2 separate regions of the Mus musculus genome follow, and region 2 is linked to region 1. The links are chromatin contacts, called in public Hi-C maps. All regions are on one chromosome and are shown on one strand. The core of a region is the stretch at or near the end of the contact, and the rest is flanking DNA. Distances in the headings are between cores, read along the strand shown.

What was found. Hi-C and Micro-C count contacts between places; a contact is called where the count stands out from the background.
Region 2: a Hi-C map of embryonic fibroblasts shows a contact between it and region 1, with 3 times the contacts expected there. The contact joins two enhancer-like sites.

The regions. Positions count from the first base shown.
Region 1 is chr15:53,111,594-53,116,418 of GRCm38.p6, reverse strand. All of the region lies in intron 1 of Ext1 (exostosin glycosyltransferase 1), which reads left to right. Among named protein-coding and RNA genes, the nearest start is that of Gm41323, 180 kb to the right of the region's middle. Within about 2 kb of position 3,513, at least 114 of the 459 cell types and tissues checked have an H3K27ac peak or open chromatin away from gene starts, as enhancers often do. A contact at or near this core is called in embryonic fibroblasts, where this site is marked.
Region 2 is chr15:53,540,981-53,545,813 of GRCm38.p6, reverse strand. All of the region lies in intron 4 of Samd12 (sterile alpha motif domain containing 12), which reads left to right. Among named protein-coding and RNA genes, the nearest start is that of Gm23200, 70 kb to the left of the region's middle. Within about 2 kb of position 3,548, at least 24 of the 459 cell types and tissues checked have an H3K27ac peak or open chromatin away from gene starts, as enhancers often do. A contact at or near this core is called in embryonic fibroblasts, where this site is marked.

The sequences.
Region 1 (4,825 bases), core at 2,264-4,763:
CAGAAGCTGTACCTGCTTCTCATGGTGGTTTTAACAGTAATATACAATGCAGAGTATGGATTATGGGGCACTGTACCCTGTCTACAGGAAAGGCTTAATCAGTAAAATTATTAGTAGTATAGTTATTAACAGTCATCGTGTTTATTCATGTCTTTGTGTATTAGCCAATAAGCTGCTATTTAATGAGCAGTAGCAAGGATGGTATTTTTGAGACAAGGTCTCTTTATGTAGTCCTTACTATTCTGGAACCCACAATGTAGATCCATCTGCTTCTGCCTCCCAAGTGCTGGGATTAAAGGCATGTTCCACCATGATGGTTTTCTACCTCTTTGAGATATATATAAACATAATACAATATATACTCAGTACATGCTATATCTATTAATATATGTGAGTACTGATTACCACATTACAGTTCTGAACTGCCAGTGATCATTCAAGATAAAGATGCAATGGGAAAGATTAGAGTCAACAGGGGCTATGACCCAATGTGTTTAAGAGCATATTTGATGGCAGTCATCTCTTTCCCCTGTGGTGGAAGTCAGGTGTCAATATATGTTATGTAGTGATGTATCAAACCTATGCCCATGGTGATACACATGAGAATTAAGTACCTCTCACTGGGACCTTCACCCACAGCATGCCACCTCCCTCCTCCTGTTCCTGTAGTGAAAGATTTTAAGTTGGCATAGAATGAAAATTGTCTTCTGTTTGAAGCCAGGAAGTATGAAAGAATGCATGTAAGTTGTCTGCCCTTGGTTTTGTACAAACATCCTGTCTGCAATGGAGAGCCTAGAATTGGCAACATCACACCGAGATCACAAAGGAAGTGATACCTTTGATATAGCTTGTGACTGGTGGGTTGGTTGCCTGTTGAATATTCAGGGCAAGGAATTGCACCACCTTTAAGTAGCAACCTTTACTGCAGGGGAGTTGCTGGCTTTCCCTAAGACTGTCGCCACTCTGATCGATCACATTCAGAGTGCAGTTCCACGTATTTGAAGAACTGATTGACGTGTATGAAGCAGCTCAGCTTTGTGCACACTTGTGGGTGTGTATCAGCCAGCAATTCCCACAAGTCCAACAGATCCTCCATGACCCCTGGGACCCATACTTCTCTGTGCCATGTTGTCAAAAGAACCCAGACAGTACAGTGGCCAGCTGGAACCATTTTCCAACTCCCAATTCACGTTTCTCAGTTCAGTCAGTGCCACGGATCAATTTTGTGCGATCCCATGTCCTGACCTTTAAGATTTCTTTTCTCAAAAGTAATTGAAATTTTAAACATTTTATCTGGACTTAGGAAAGGGTATCGGAAACAGGCTTAGAAAACAACAGAGGATGCCCCCCCCCCCCACACACACACACAAGTCACCTGGAGGGAAGTTTTGAGGAGAGAGTCCTACAAAGGGCAGTTGCACGTTGAAGAGGTCAGAGATGAACTGCTCACTAATTTTCTTAATGAGAATTGTATGTCTTCAGACATATGACGCCATGTGGGCTGACCAGAAGCAGCATTGTTTAAAGAAAAGAGTTGGGGCCTTCTTACATTTTCAGCATTTCACCTCTGCCCATGAAGTTGAGCTGTATGGTTGGTGGGATACTTCTGGGATCCTGTCATTCTTTCGCTTGAGTTCTTCAGTGACTCAGATTCACTCTCATGGAATAATGTCTGAGCTCCAGGAGGTAGCAAGCTTATCATCTCCTTAACCCCCTCCCCCTGCCCTGAGCTCTTTAACCATTCCTGACCCACTCCAAATTGGGTGTTTTCCCTCCCCATGGACCCTTTGATCCTGATGGACTACCATTAGCCTAGAAATGCCCATCTTCCAGTGTTTGTAGCTCTTGCTCCGTCATCAGTGCTTAGCAAAGAGTCCTGGAAATCTTCGAGATACACATCCCTGTTCTCATCTTCCTCACCAATGCCTTCTGTAGCCACCCATGCCTTATCTTCCCTGCCCCCCCCCCCCCGCTTCCATATGAACATCTGACAACTTCACAGTGTTTTCACTGGACCACGATCTTCTTAAGACGGACCTAACATGTGGATGGCACACACGCACTCACACACTCATCCAAGAACAGAGATGCACTAGTCTGTATTTCCTTTTCCTCATCACAGGGCACTCTGGAACTTCAGCCACCCCAAGTATTAGCTTTCTGATTTTTTTTCATAAGAGATGTGACTCAAATCTGGGTATAAACAGAGAAGAATCATTACTTAGAAGGGACGGGGCTGGCAGAAAAAGAGCAGCTGTGATGTTCACCCAGTTCATAAGTAAATACTCGAGACAAACTATCACCTCAGGCAGCCTGGAATTGTGTGAGTCTGAAGATTAGAGGCTCATTGCTGGCTTCTTGCCTGTCCACTGTGGCTAGCGAAAAAGCAGGATCATTTGGCCAACGTGCTTGTGAGAGAGGATCTGTGGGAACCCTGGGAAGACAGCAAGCCACAGCAGCGGCTTCCTTCCTTGTACAGCTTCTGATGAGGAGAAAGCTTTTAAACTACACACTGCTGCTGTGTGGGGAGCTGCGGCTTCTGCTTTCATTTTCTTTTAACGGGTCTGCTCCTCGTTTGTCTCTTGGCTGTCTTTGCAAAACTGTTTTTTTGTTTTTTTCATTGTTGGTAGTTTTTAAAAAATGTTTATTCCATTCCTTCTGATATAATTTGCCATAATAACCTGCAATTGCATACTACTTTCCTGATTATACTGCATGTACATAATTTCATTTGAGCTTCACAGCTTTGAGACTGACAGAAGCTAAGAGATGTGCATGGGGGTCTCGCAGGAGAGCCACACTCCAGATTCTTCAGCCCAGGTCTCCTCATTGACAGCTGCCTGTGTTTCTGATAATCTGCTGGCTCCCTTCAGCTGAAGTGATTACAGCTATCTTTTGCAGAAATGCTCATAAGGTGCTGTACTTTAATTAAAATGTATCGTTTGGAAGCCGGGCGTGGTGGTGCACACCTTTAATCCCAGTACTCGGGAGACAGAGGCAGGCGGATTTCTGAGTTCAAGGCCAGCCTGGTCTACAAAGTGAGTTCCAGGACAGCCAGGGCTACACAGAGAAACCCTGTCTAGGGAGAAAAGAAATTAAAAAGAAAAAGAAAAGAATGTATCATTTGGTCAGGTCAGTAGAAGGATCAACCCCTTTGGATGAACCAGGAAACTAAGCCCAGACAAATTAGTATTTCCCAAGATTGCCCAGTTTGTGGATGGTAAGCATAGACTGTGAACCCAGGTTTGGCTGCTTGACCACTGAGCTCTTGTTTACTAAGTTTTTAGCTACCAGTTCCCTGCTGCACAAAATGTACTGGGCATTACAATGGACTCACATAGAATCCAAGGCTCTTTCCCAAGAGTTCTGGATTCAGCAGGCCTGGGTGATCCTGAGATCTGTGCAGTTCCCTGGTACCACAGGTGATACAAGTGGCAGGGACAACACTTGGTGGAATGGTATGAACCACTCTGTCTCCCTTGCCTAGTCACACTGACTCACTATTAGTGAGTCATCTTATGTGGTGAGGGAAGACTTCAAATAACATTCCATAGCATATCTGAAATGGGGTTATATTCTGTACCTTATTCAGTACAACTCTAGGAAGAAAACTATTATACCTATTGCATGGTACTGGCTTCCAGGTTAAAGTCAGGGTCATGTCGTTTTTATTGCACATTTTCTGTGGAGCCACTTAGAAAGGCTCTTCTATCTCCTGCATCATTACCTCTGGAGTGTGGACTGTAATGCCACAAAGGGGAGACAACTGGTTTACCAGCTGAAGCTGCAAATTCTCTGAAAGCAGTTGATACCTCTCCTGTCTCACTGTGTGTGTGTGTGTGTGTGTGTGTGTGTGTGTGTTTTAAGTTGTATGTGATTATAGCATGTCTTACATCTCCTGACTTAATAAGATGAACTGGTCTACTTTAGAAGATTGTCTCCCCACTTGACCTATAAAGTCTGTCTCCCCCACCTCTAACCAATGGTAGCGACTACTCCGTTCTCCGGCCCCGTCGTTATATGCTGTCACAAGTGTTATGAAAATGGAGCAATGTAGTGTGTACCCTTTAGAGGGTGGCTTTGGACTCGGCATTAGCATCCTCGAGGTCCTTGTGTACTTAAGTAGTTTGATCCGTGTTCTTTTACTTCATTATGTTTTATTCATCTGAGAAGTGATCTAGGCTATGTGTATACCACAATCTTGCCTCATTCATACTTGGAAGGGTATCCAGTGTATACATTTGTGGACAGTTCTCCTATGTAAAAATGCCTTCATTTCTCTGGGATAAATGCCTAAGTACAGTGCTGGGTCATATGAAAAGTCCATTTTTAGTTTGAGAAGGAACTGCCAGATTGTCCCCAAAACAGCCTTACCATTTTCCTCTCATTGTAGCCCCCAAGGAAGAGCTCTTGTTTTTCTTGTTTTCCATGTTTCTATCTGTGCTTGTTCTCATGTGTCCTCTTAGATCATACACTGTCCTGCAGGGAGCAAGTGGCACCTCCTTGTGTTTTGGGTTGATTTCCGTTCCTTCAATGACTAACGATACTCAGTATCTTCCTGTGTTCTTCTTGGTGCTTTATTCATTTTCTTTGGGAAAAATATCAGTTCAAATTGTTAGCCCATGTTTACATTGGATTCTCTTATTGTTGTATCAGAAGTGTTTTTTCCATAGTCTAGACCAGTGTTTCTCAACCTGTGGGCCTCAAACCCTTCGGAGGTCACATATAATATACTTGCATTATAATTTACAACAGTAGCAAAATTACAGTTATGAAGTAGCAATGAAATAACTTTATGTTTAGGGTCACCACAACATAAGGAACT
Region 2 (4,833 bases), core at 2,299-4,798, 430 kb before region 1:
AGAAATAAGAAAGTGAAGTTCTAAAAGAATTGTGGGAAAGTAGAACACAAAGTAAAGCAGAAGAAAAGATAAATATCTCAGTTAATAAAATCAACACAACTGTATATTCCCCTTCATTTGAAAGCGAGATTGCCAAGCTAAATCAACACATTAACACATATACACTGGAATTGGAGAAATGGCTCAGTGGTTAAGAGAACTGACTGCTCTTCCAAAGGTCCTGAGTTCAAATCCCAGCAAACACATGGTGGCTCACAATCCATAATGAGATCTGATGCCCCCTTCTGGGGTGTCTGAAGACAGCTACAGTGTATTTACATAAAAACACATATACACAATCACTTTGTGCTGTTTATAAAAGAAATAAAATGGTTGAAAGTAAAGGAAAGCATCAATATTCCAGGCAAGCAGAAAAGCCTTCAATATAATAATGAAAAGGAAATAAAACTTAAAAGTCATAGCAACATATTATAGACAAAGCGACTTTGCATTTCCTTTAAGATTACCATTGTTTAGTAATTACAATGGTGTTGAGTTAATGTGTACTGAGTATTCATGCCTTTAGATGTGAAAGACAAATTGACAGATGTGCAATAAGATATATGGAGTTTCACATTATATAGAAAAAAATTTTGTGTGGCTTTTGGTAGGATACATAGAGTAAAAATGATGGGCATGTTGAGTAACTTAGCCTTGAAAATATACACAGAACACTGTTAACAGCTGGAGAGTAGATGTCATTTTGAAGAAGACAAAAAGTATATGCAAATTTATCATATTCTAGAATATGAAGCAAGTTCACCAAATTTTAAAGAATCAATTATATCATGCAAAATACAAACAAATTCATTATGAAAACAATTACAAACATATAAAAACATAATATTCTTAGGGTGCAAAAAACCCTCATATTTATGAAAATGGGACTGAACTGACTATGTATAAATTCTATTTAACAAAATGCATAAAACATAAAGCTAAAGTAATATTTAAGGAGACATTTATACCCTTTAATGTTTATGTTTAAAAATATATGAATTGCTCATCTGTGGACACTTTTATAAAGTAACAGCATATTAATCTCACAAGTAATAAGTGGGAATAATAAACATTTATTTAAAAAGTACACAAAAGTAGAAAAGGCAAAAAGTTGATCAGTTACAATAACATATTGGCTAAATGTCAAAAAGAGATGAAATTTACAAATAACACAAAAGATATAAAAGTGTCTATAGTTATATATGAATGAGAAGTTATCAGATTTTAAAAGCAGTTGTTTAAACTACTCCATGCAAATAATTTGAAATTTTAGATGAACAAACAATACACAACCATATACAGATCATCAAAACTAATTTAAGAAAATCAAGGAAACCCAAATGAGCCCATAAGAATTGAAGAAAGAAAACTGTTGATAAACTATTCCCCACTGGAAAGTACTAAACTGAATGGTTGTATATGAAAGTTCTTCCAGTTATTCATGTCAAAAATATATCAGTTCTCTTAGACAAGAAAAGACAAAAGGATATTCCCAAATTAATTCTATAAAAGCAGTATCAATCTTGGGTCCAAAATTTGACATAGTATAATAAAATCAAATTGATGCTGGAGAGATAACTCACCACATAGGGCTTGCTGTGCAGCTGTGGGGGCTGCTGTGTGTGCCCAGCACCTATATAGCAAGCCAAGTATCAGACATGCTCGTGACTCCAGCTCTCACGAATAGGACCACATCCTGGGCCAGGGGAGCCTACAGCCACACAAATATGTGCAGATGCACACATGAAGAAAGAAATGTTTTTAATGAAAAACATATACCATCACCAAAAGAAAATTTTAAAATTAGACATTGTAGATTTAGAGTGAACCCTGGAGACAAAGTAAGTTCAGAATTAAGAAACTAATACAAGTCACTGTACAACGTCATAAAAGGAAAAACATATCATCTCCATAGATACCAAACACTCATTCAGTAAAATTCTACAAATATTCCTTATTTTAAGACTTCTTAACCCTGTCTCGAAAAAGTTAATTCTTAATAATGGAATGGAATGGAATTCTCTTAATATAGCAATCTGGTGTCCTGGTTAGATGAGTCACTTAAGAAGAGAGAACTTCAACTGAAGTATTTCTTCCGTCAGATTGACCTGCAGGCATGTCTGTGAGAGCTTGTCTTGATTGATTATGGATGAAGGAGGAACCAGCCTAATGTGGGCGGCACCATCCCTAGGCAAGGGAGCTGGGCTGTATAAGAAAGCTAACAGAACATGGGCCAGAGAGCCAACCAGTAAGCAACATTTCCATGGTTCTAGCCTCCAGCTTCCTGCCTCAATGGGTTGGATAGGTTTTTTGTCAACTTGATACTACCTATACTCATCTGAGAGGAGGGAACCTCGGTTGAGAAAATGCTTCCCTAAGATCTACCCATAGGGAAGCATATAGGGCATTTTGTTAGTTACTAACTGAAAGGAGAAGGCCCAGCCCATTATCAGTGGTGCTATGCCTAAACTGCTGTTGATCCTGGGTTCCAAAAGAGGAGCGAGTCAGGAAGCAGCACTGCTCCATGACCTCAGCGTTAGTTTCTTCCTCCTGTTTCATGCCTTGGTTGAGTTCTTGTCCAGACTTTCTTCAGTGATGAGCAGTGTGGAAACTTAAGCCAACTAAACCTTTTCCTCCCCAAGTTGCATCGGTCAAGTTGTTTCATCACAACAGTAGTAACTCTAACTGAAATACTTGATTTTGTGCCATGGCCTCCCATAGTGATGGACTGTGATTTGGAAATGTAACTCAAACAAACCCTTCTGTCTCCTTGTTGGTTTTGGCTAGATGTTTTATCATAGCAACAGAATAAACTTGATACAAAGAAAGGTGAAAGATGAAGTCATACTTGATGAAGAATGATTAAAAATCTCTTTAAAATTAGAAATAGAATCAGGATTTCCCCACATCGACTCATCCAACTTATAGAGGTTTCAGCCTAGAGAAATATGAGCTAGAGAATAATTTGCATACCAGAACATAGGCATAAGAACATTTGTGGTAGCTTTTATTTTAATAGTAGAAAATTGGAAATTACCCAATTAACTTTTTTTATTTGTACATCAACTGTGATGTCTTTATAAAATATCTTCCAATGCAACTAGACAAAAAAAAAAAAAAATGACTGTATCACATGACCAAAGGCATAAGCCAAAAGCCAACCACAAAACACATATGCATTTTATCATTCAATTTTATTGAAATGTACTAAAGTTTATCAATGAAAGTGTGTTCCTATTTTTTGAAGTACATATGTAACTGTCAAAAACTAACACTGTTCCAAATCTTATTTCCATTTAGGAGTAGCATCGTGAGGGGCCATGCTCCTGTTGAATTTTCAGTTTGCTAAGCTAGTAATAGATGCTCAGGCATTTATTATTTAAGCTATTTCTTATAGTAATTTTATGATCTCTCATAATGTACCAAACAGCATCATCATTAGGAATGCAGACAGAACATGTATTCATTCTTGTGTACTTTTCTGTCTCCCCTTAGAAAGCATCATTTCCAGAAAACTTCCAGTGTTACATGCCATGAGTCATCACTTAACTATTTGCGTTTTTGCTTGTGTCACTAGTAGCTAACTTTTCTTATTTTATTTTCCTTTGCATTTTTCTATAACTACCCTGCTACTTCCAAGGGGACCATAGCTTTATGCCATGTAATGCCCTTAAAAAGAGGCTGACTTAATGATTTGCAAATCACTTCCTCAAATGTAATCCAAGAAATAGAATACGTGTTCTGTACAATGGGGAAAGTTTATTAAGTGAAGCATCATCCTGTAATTCCATAAGCACTAAGTGGATTGTTGGTTGTTGAGGAAACTAAATAGCTCGTGTAAAATGCTACCACAATGTTGGGCACAAAACTGTTGGGGATCATGGATCTAGTCCTTGTTTTTTGTTGTTGTTGTTTTGTTTTTTCTCCTTTTTTGTAAATTTTGAAAGTCAGCTGCCCCTACCTTTTTTATGATGCATTTTATGATTCATTTTTATGATGCTGTTTCTGTAGAACAAATTAACGAGAGCAGGTTTTCTCAGTCATGCATCTGGGTTGTCTACATTGCCTATCACGGCTGGTTGCAAAGAGTAGGAGCCCTGAATGTTTGCTGATTTGGACAAGCCTACTCCATTCCTTCAAGGCTATACACTAACAACCTGTTTGAAAACATCCATCATTTGATCTCTCAAGATTCATCCAAAGACCAGCTGGTCTCCTTTACTCTGAGTGACAGATAAACTCTCAGTGAGAGATAAACATCTCTCAAGACAATTGCCTAAGCAGCTACCTTGATCAGTTATCTCATCACAGAACTTCTCCTTAAAGTTCAGTGAAATGACTTACACAAAAGCTGATCCACTTAGATGACTTTAAAAAAATAGTTTTAGTCCTTTCTTTCATCCCTCCAGTCTGAATTCCTGAATTCCAACCCTGAATCACCAGGCCTTCTTATCAAACAAAAGCTTATCCTTGCTCAATGTGTTTTAAGCTTGAAACTTCTATGACCTTAACTTACCCAGTAGTTATCTTCAACTGATGTAATAATCCCTTAGCATCCTCGTGGTTTCGGTAGTTTATCTTATCACTTCCTCACACTTGTTTTTTGTTTGTTTGTTTGTTTGTTTCTGGTTTTGTTTTGTTTGTCTGTTCATTTGCTATGGGTTATGTTCTGTTGTGATTCAGGGTGTAGGTCACTGCTGCATTCTGAGTCATAAAGTCAAGTATGCAACCTAGGACTTGGCTAAAGAGATGTTGAAGAGATTGCTAAGAAAGAGTGTTTTATAAACCATGAAT